3 separate regions of the Zea mays genome follow, and regions 1 and 2 are each linked to region 3. A link is a contact called in public Hi-C data. All regions are on one chromosome and are shown on one strand. Each heading gives the region's core, a stretch centred on a gene start, on an enhancer-like site or on the middle of the called end of the contact. The rest is flanking DNA. Distances are from core to core; before and after follow the strand shown. Region 1 holds the start of LOC100281714. Region 2 overlaps LOC100281714. Region 3 holds the start of LOC103654697 (fucosyltransferase 2).

Region 1 (2,700 bases), core at 24-2,523, 460 kb before region 3:
GAGTGTAATTCACTTGAATTTGAGTGTTCCTTACATATGGCATAATCCAGTCGATCACAAACAAGTGCTAATGGCATATGTAGCAATCGTGGGATGCACTGTAAGAGTGCTACACAAGCATCACTGAGAAATAAACATAAGTGATTGGCACCTTTCACAAATTCATCACAATAGTAAATAAAACCTAGGGAGGTTGGAGAAGAATTATTACCATCTGGTCCGCTAGCATCAAGACCGTCTTCAGTGAGAATCTCCGGCCACAATAAACAAACAGATCTTCAAGGCTTGGTCCGAGTAAATCAATAACAAGAATGTTTTCATCGCCGTCAATGCCGCACCATTTTATGTTTGCGATACCAGCTACATGGATTCAAAATAGCAACAATTCAACACAGATAATGGTATAACAATCAGCAAAGTAAGATTTGTATGTACTCAAACGCATACTCCCTCCTTGAAGAGCATTGTACAGTTTGGCCTCATATAGCAACTGTGGATGATTGGTTTTGCTGCTTTCCTGTACATAATAATAAACATAAGTTCCAAAAATAAACATGGCAAATACACATCTACAGCATATATTAATTTGCAATGTGTTGTCATATAATAACTCCATTCATTTGTAACTTCATCAAATGACTACTTATCATGTCCTAACAGATGTCATTTTACAGAGATGGTTTCGTTTTCATTTTTTTTACAAAGAGGTTGCAAGTAACCTAGAGCACAAAAACCTGAGGGGTCCAGGACGCTGAATCAACATTACACAATTTTAAGCTCCACCTCATAACCCTACTGCGCGCCGCAATAAGCATAGCAAGAAGCCGCGAAACCATAGACGAATTCCAACAAAATCAAACAAAAACGAGGGACGGCTGAGGGAACGGGGGCTCACAATCTTGACGGCGACGATCTCGTAGGTGTCGACGTGCGTCGCTGCATAGAGAGGGAGGGGACAACAACAAGCACAGCACCAAAACCTCGTCAGATCCAAACACCAAGCAAAGTGAACAACAGCTGTCGTGATCGAGGTCGAACCGAGGTAGATCTCCCCGAAGGAACCGCTTCCGATCTTGCGACCCAGCTTGTACTTGCTGCCTACGATCCGGTCCATCCCCTCCTCCACCAGCTTTTCCTACGCCTTTCAGCTCTGGCTCTATCGGCGCCGCGACGGCGAGTGGAAGGAAAGCGAGGGGACTAGGGTTTCGACTGCCGACTACTGCGACGAAATGGGTAGCAAAGAAGGAAGAGGAGAGTGGGCAAAGTGGCGGGTTGAAGGCTTCTAGAAGGTCGGAAACGGATTAGATTTTGCAGCGCAAGACGCGACGGTGAGAAAAAAAAAGTAATGTCGGAGACTCAAGCAGCTTTGCTTCCAACAGCAAACTTCAGGCAAATGGATTTAAATAAAATATATATAAGGACAAAGTATTATCTCTACTACTTATTAAGGCTCTAAGGGTAGCCCGCATGGCTGTTGTTCAATCTGGATCGTCCATCCGTGCGCACAAAAGTTCAATACATGTTTACAATATACCACTAACTGATTACAAGAGCTAATTGCTTTCTCTGTAGCAGCCACGTTTATAAGTTGCTGCCGCACTCTTTTGCTAGCCGATATGGTACCATTTATTTGTGCCGCGGTAGAGAACATGAAATTTATTTGGCTGGCTGATATGAGGCCCATCTATCAATTCAATTGTAAACGGCCCATCTAGGAAAAACCCTAGATATGCCCGCGCCCGCAGGCTCTCCGTCGGTCGCGCGGCTCTCGCGCGGCGGCTCCTCACCCGCCGTCGGTCGCTCCTCATCTCGCAGACAGTCGCGCACCTCCTCTCCTCTACCACTGTCGCCCCCTCCTCGCCGCCATTACTGCTCGCCGCGTCCTGACTCCTGTAGTGGAAATCGGGCGGAAGGAGGTGTTCGGAACATCGAGGCTGCGATCCCAGCGAGCAAGCTCGCGTGGCTTGGTGGGCACAGCCTCCTTCTCGCCGCCAGCTCTCACTCTGGGCCGGCCGGGGTGGTGGGGGACATACGTCTTTGGGATGTTCGGGCGAGCGCCACGGTGCCAGTGTGGGAGGTCAGGGAGAAGGAGGATTGCTTTGCTGATGTTGCCGCGTCTGACGCACTGTCAGCGGTGTTCAAGGTGGGTGCAGCATCCAGTGAGGTGTTCATGGCTGACCTGAGGAGGCTTGGTAACGGTGGTGGCGTTGGATTGGAGCCATGGGTGTGCATTGGCGATGGATAGAAGGCGGCTGCAGCCGCATCATCTGGAAGGAAAGAGAGGAATGGTTGTAGAATTGAGTGCTACTGCAGTTGGGTGTTTGTGGCACGAGGCGCGGACGTTGAGGTGTGGAGTCAGGTGGGATTGGCACCAGAAGCCAGTGGAAAGAAGGTGATGAGGAGGAATTGGGTTGGCAGTGAACTATCCACAAAGCCCAAGATTGTGAGCTGGGCATTTGGTGGCAGCAGGATGGCATTGGCCAGAGCTGATCAGCTGCCTGTGGAGATATGGGATAGTGCTACAGCAGCAATTGGCGCAAATCCCTGAGTAGAGGGAGGATATCGCAAAAGCAAGCCGACGCTTGTCAAATGTTCAATTGCTGCTTGTTCCTCTATGCAATGTAAATTTACTTTAGCGTGTTGTTTGTGATGTATCCCAGATAGTTAGAATCTTGAATGCAATGCCTGGAAGGTATGGAA
Region 2 (2,700 bases), core at 146-2,645, 470 kb before region 3:
TCACACAGTTTCCAAGATCTTGGAAACGAGTTAACATGGTTTCATCCCCATGAAACTCCATGAAACTCTTCCTTCTTAAATGATGTGACATGTCATCAAAATAGCTGATGTGGCAGGCTAATTAATATATGAAACACCCCATGAAACCTTCATTGTGAATAGCCTAATGCTAAAAAGCAGTACAGGTTCATGAGAGGTTTGGTCGACCCCTGCATTTAATGGTTGGTCTATTTCTTCCTCTCACATATTGTGTAATTGTGTTGGAGTCCATAAGCAGCCTGATGTTAGCTGGCTATTAATAAGCACCCACTTTTATTCTCTCTTTCACGTCACCGTAAATCTAATGTGGTACTCTATGCCTTACATCCAGCCTATATATCTTATTATACTTGGTCTCATATAAAACCAAACTATTCGGTACCGGGTTCAGTCGGCCTCTAGCACTTGGCAGCGTACACAACCGTCCGCACCAAATACTATGCAGGATACCACTCCGAAGCGGCCAGGAATTAAGGATGGCACGAGAAAGGGGCGCCAGGCAAACCGATTCGACCAGCAGACACTGCGACGAGGACTGGCCGCGGGGGCTGTCGCGTGCACAGCCACGTCGGAATCAAATCCTCTACAGTAACATCCTTTTGACGTATGGGGCCAGGCACCGGTCGGCCCCACACGTCAAGGATGAGGTACGTTCATGCACGTTACTGCAGGCGCCACGCCCGTGCCCCGGGCGGGCCCGGAGGTCGTTGTTCCTCTCCACCGCTGCAGCGCAGCTTACAGCTCAGGTGGCCAGGACGAGACCAGTAACGTGGCCGGCGCGGCGGCAAAAGATCCGAGGCCTTCTCGTGGGCAAAGAAAGGACATGTCATCTACCGGGTCGGCGACGTCGACAAAGACAATCAGGTACCACAAAACAATACAAGTCACAGTCCGCTCTGAAGTCTGAGCTGAAACAGATTATACAAATTAATGCATGTTCTAAACCGGGTGCCTGGGCGATGAAGCTGCTCAGCAAGATGGGCATATATACCTAAGGCTGAGGAGAAGTAAACCGACGCGTTCCTCGAATACGGGCCCGCGGAATCGCATTTCGTCGTCGAGCAGTGCTGTTGGCAAACCTAGAACTTCCCCGTCGATCGGTTACAATTGAGATCTCATAAAGAGGGCAGCAAGAGCGTCATCGCCTTCGTGGTGTGGGCCCTGACGGGTGACGGCTACAAGTTTGAGAGGCCTGGAACGCTGGAGCATACCTACAACTATGGTGTCACCGACACCGAGTATGACAAGGGGAATTGCATATGCCCAGGTGTGCAATCTGGTTTTCTTCGCGCTAGGTCCCTGCAGCTGAGATGCTTCTCTGGACACAACATGATGCTGAGTTGTGAGCCATTGCCCTTGCCAGGGATCAATCCACACCAATGCATGTCACATCCATCCTGGACCCTGATGAGTGAAATCGGTACTATCCAATGCACCGACGTTTTTGGACTATAGAGAAGGATGATTCCCTTCGCTTTTCGACAAACTTCCTACGGTGTTCATATATCGTAATTCGTAATGCAGGTGTTCGTCAACGACATCGACTTTGCCAAGGAACAAATGAGCTCAAACACTCTGCGAACAGGATTCTGTCTCGAAAACAAGAACAAGCGTTAGACTAAGGCGGCTCCAGCTGTGAAAATTGCCAAATTCAAGAACTCGACTATATAGTTAAACCAGGAATGTTATAAGCGCGATGACTAAAGCTGGACTTTAACATTCTGCTCTGTTTCATGTTGTCGCACAACAAATGCATGAATAAATTGGGCAGTTTTGAATTCTGGCGAAGTGCTGTTCAGACTCGACAAAGTATAAAGATGGCTCCACTCCTAGATACAGTTCATCCTTTTTATAACTAAAAAAACATTCACTTCGGAACCAGCGTTATATCATTGAAAGATATTGATGCAATCAGAAAAATGAGGGATACCTAAATATGTACACTTTTATCAAGTAAATCATCTCATTCCACCTCAACACTTAAGAACAGCCCTTCTAAGAAATTATGTACAGTTCATTGTTTTTATGACAACTGGAGAGAGAATGCCAACAAAAAAAACACCAACATGAAAAATCAATATGTGGTAGGACTTCCTCACAATGTTATAAGCTATTCAACCCTCATTCAAATAAAATACAGGCAACCATGTCTATGACAGGAGCACGGCATGATATTTACCTCTGCCCAACCAGATTGTTGTCGATTGCAATTTAACCTTTTTTTATCTCGAGGCCATGAGCCACAGCATGTGTTTCTTCAAAGTTGCGGTCACAGTTATAGATACATGGATGCTACCCAATCATAAGCTTCCCAGACCTCTTCATAGTCTTTGTATGGTGCTATTTGGTGTCATACATTGCAAGCTGCGGCCAATCCAAGTAGAATATGACAGCCTTTCAGCAAAGAGGGTGTATGCTAACCAACCATGAACTTCCCGTATACCACCACTCTGTAGTTTTTGTATGGCGATTTGGTGTCAAGACACTGGAAACTGCAGGTCAATACTGGTCGGATATTCACTTTTAGCGAAGAGGCGTTGTCCTAACTGATGCATGCATATGTCATTGAATGTGCATGCTAACCAATCATAAACTTCCCAGATACCTCTTCGCGATGTTTTGCATGGTGTAATTTTGTGTTCAACACAATGGAAGCTGCAG
Region 3 (2,700 bases), core at 66-2,565:
AACGCCTTCAGTGCCTTCAGCACTAGCCCCGCTACTAGATACACCTTCATATCTTGGTTTATTTCTTTTTCTTCTACTTCATGCATGTGAGTTATTGTTTGATATGAACTCTAGTTAATTAAATATACAATAACACTGATCACATCACTAGTACACAGAAGCTCTATTATGTTAGTTGTAAAGTTATTTGTACTGACGTTTTTCATAACCGTCGGTATTAGGAGACAGTAGAAATAATCTTTTTTACAGGCAGGTAACTAAGAACCGCTAGTGAAAATCGATTTTCACGGTCGAAGTCACATGTCGTGTATTTTTTTGCGCAAATTACGCGGCCGGTGGGAATCAAACTCACGACCTATCCCTCGCGTGTAACCTACTCTACCACTCCAACTATCACTTACTTAATGTCTATATTGCAGTTTTGTTGCCCACATATTATAACCAAATGAGTATAAATTAATTTTTTGAGGCTTGAAACGAATTCAAACGAAAAAGTTGTCAACTACAAAGTTTCATAACTTTTGAAGTTCTACAATTTTTATTTTGACACTTTTCCCATCCGAGGTCATTTGTAAAAGTTACATTTTAAATTTGACAAATTTAGATGCAATTTTCGAGTGCTGAAATTATTTCAAATAAAAAGTTGTCAACTACAAAATCATAACTTTTAGAGACCTACAACTTTTATGTTGATGGTTTTTTCATACAAGGTCATTTGAAAAACTCAAAAAAATTAGGATAAAAATGATTTCTATGGGCGGTTTCTTAAAAAAAACCGCCACCACTAGTGACGTTTTCTTAAGGGTTTGCCACTACAAATATGATTTATAGTGTCGGTTTTCTGGAGAAACCGCCACACTAAAAATAGTACCGGCTTTTGATAACTGAAACCGCCCGTAGAAATTAAACTCTACCGTAGTTTGAGCTCTTTTCTACTAGTGCATGTTATATATTTCCATTATACTTTGTGGATTAAATTGTGTATAAAATTCCTACTAAGTTCAACAATTCAAAAACCTGATACGGGTAGGAATTTTAATAGTACTCGCTTTGCTACTATACTTAAACCTCAAATTATGTTTGATGATTCAAACTATAAGAGATGATGTGCGAAGATGATTCTATGGCTGACGGCCATATCACGTGGCAACGAGCAGACCTGAAATAATGGCTTCTAACTCTTTTGAGGTTATATCAACAATCTTTTTAGAGCTACCATGATAAGCGCTCTTGCTGTCCTTATATGCACTTGTTCACTGCCCAAGAAATGTGGGGATGCGCTTGCGACAAAGTTTAGGGTCTCTAACGCTGGCAGTGAGTTATATATATTATGGAGTAGTTCCATATATATATAAATGGTTAGTTTGTGCAAATCTACTCAATAGAGCATTAGAATCCATCGTCATAGAGTGTACGTGATCTTTAATTAAACCTATATTAGCTTGTCTGACACTAATTAAAATACGCCCGTCTTTTTTTTTCGTACGCGCATGTGTGTCGATCGTATCGCCTAAAAAAGTGAACTTCCAAAGTCGTCACACCCGGTCCGGCAGCTGGGTATATTCTTCCTACTATATACATGCTCTCTGTGTGTAATTCAGTATAATACCCAGCTATAGCTGCACCCTCTAGCACTACGCCCTCTCTAGCTCTCCGCGGTGTTCTAGCTATTGGCATATTGCAGAGGCTGAGAGCCAAGCCAAGCAAAGCGATCGAAGCGTAAGCATGGACAAGCTGCAGGCCGGAAGCGGCGGTGGCAAGGCCCGCGTGGCTGCGGCCAAGCAGCACCGTTCGTCGTCGGCGGCGGTGCCGGCCGAGATGCGGCTCGAGGCGGCCCTCACGAGGAGGTGGTGGTGGCCGCCGTTGCGGAACCGCGCAACGGTGAGGACGATGGCCCTGCCGGCCCTCTTCGTCGTGGCGGCCGTGGCGGCGGCCGCCGCCTTCGTGCTCACCGCCGGCTGGGGCTCCTCCTCGTCGAACGACATGCCGACGTCCTCTTTCTTCGACGGTACGTACGCTACAAACAACATGTATAGTGCACTCCGAACTCCGATCCGTCGTGTTTGCATTGCAACAACCTGCTAGAGCCCAGACCGTAGCCGGCCGGTCGTCTATCTATATACCTCGAAATTACCGAAACACGACGGAGCATATACTCTCCTAAGGATGCATGCAAAGCAAATTAGTTATATACTAATAACCAGATAAACGTCCGTTTCAGAAATAGCTAGCTGCCTGAATTTATTAACTAACCCTTCCATATAGTTGGACGATCATTTATATATTTATTTAAATAGACGGTAAAGCATGCATGTGGCTGTGCTAGTACGTACGGAGGCAAGGAGACAATTTAATTACCGAAGACCTAGAGCACCTGCTGGGTCAATCAATTGGTAGGTCTGTTTGGTCCAGTTTTTTTTCTGACGAACTTTTTTAAGAATATGACTACAGAAAGAAACTGACCGTAGAAAGAATTTGAGTATCGTGGAAATTACATAAAGAAGAAGATAAAAAAAGTTTATATGGTTTAAAATGTAGAAAATGATGTTTTCTACTATTGTAATTACTTGACTAAAATGATTTTTATAAGAAAAAAAGTTAAGCATTTAACAGTCTGCAACAGAATTTAGTGTCCACGAGCTGAAAAAAAAAACTGAAACAAACGGCTCCAATATACCGGTCAGACAAGATCACAAGAGG

The links. Hi-C and Micro-C count contacts between places; a contact is called where the count stands out from the background.
Region 1: a Hi-C map of ear shows a contact between it and region 3, with 2.0 times the contacts expected there. The contact joins the promoter of LOC100281714 here to the promoter of LOC103654697 in region 3. A contact is called at or near these places in 3 of 25 Hi-C or Micro-C datasets (ear and leaf).
Region 2: a contact with region 3 is called in a Hi-C map of leaf mesophyll, with 2.1 times the contacts expected there. The contact joins the enhancer-like site here to the promoter of LOC103654697 in region 3. A contact is called at or near these places in 2 of 25 Hi-C or Micro-C datasets (leaf and leaf mesophyll).

The regions. Positions count from the first base shown.
Region 1 is chr4:228,762,671-228,765,370 of Zm-B73-REFERENCE-NAM-5.0, forward strand. LOC100281714 reads right to left here and starts at 1,274. Exons shown (of 15, transcript NM_001154634.2): 1 at 1,039-1,274; 2 at 896-936; 3 at 448-517; 4 at 212-360. The coding sequence starts at 1,114.
Region 2 is chr4:228,744,521-228,747,220 of Zm-B73-REFERENCE-NAM-5.0, forward strand. LOC100281714 reads right to left here. Exons shown (of 15, transcript NM_001154634.2): 15 at 1,977-2,694. Among protein-coding and RNA genes, the nearest start is that of LOC100281714, 18 kb to the right of the region's middle. Within about 2 kb of position 1,396, at least 20 of the 20 cell types and tissues checked have an H3K27ac peak or open chromatin away from gene starts, as enhancers often do. A contact at or near this core is called in leaf and leaf mesophyll, where this site is marked.
Region 3 is chr4:229,219,205-229,221,904 of Zm-B73-REFERENCE-NAM-5.0, forward strand. It overlaps LOC103654697 (fucosyltransferase 2), which reads left to right and starts at 1,316. Exons shown (of 2, transcript XM_008681541.2): 1 at 1,316-2,008. The coding sequence starts at 1,726.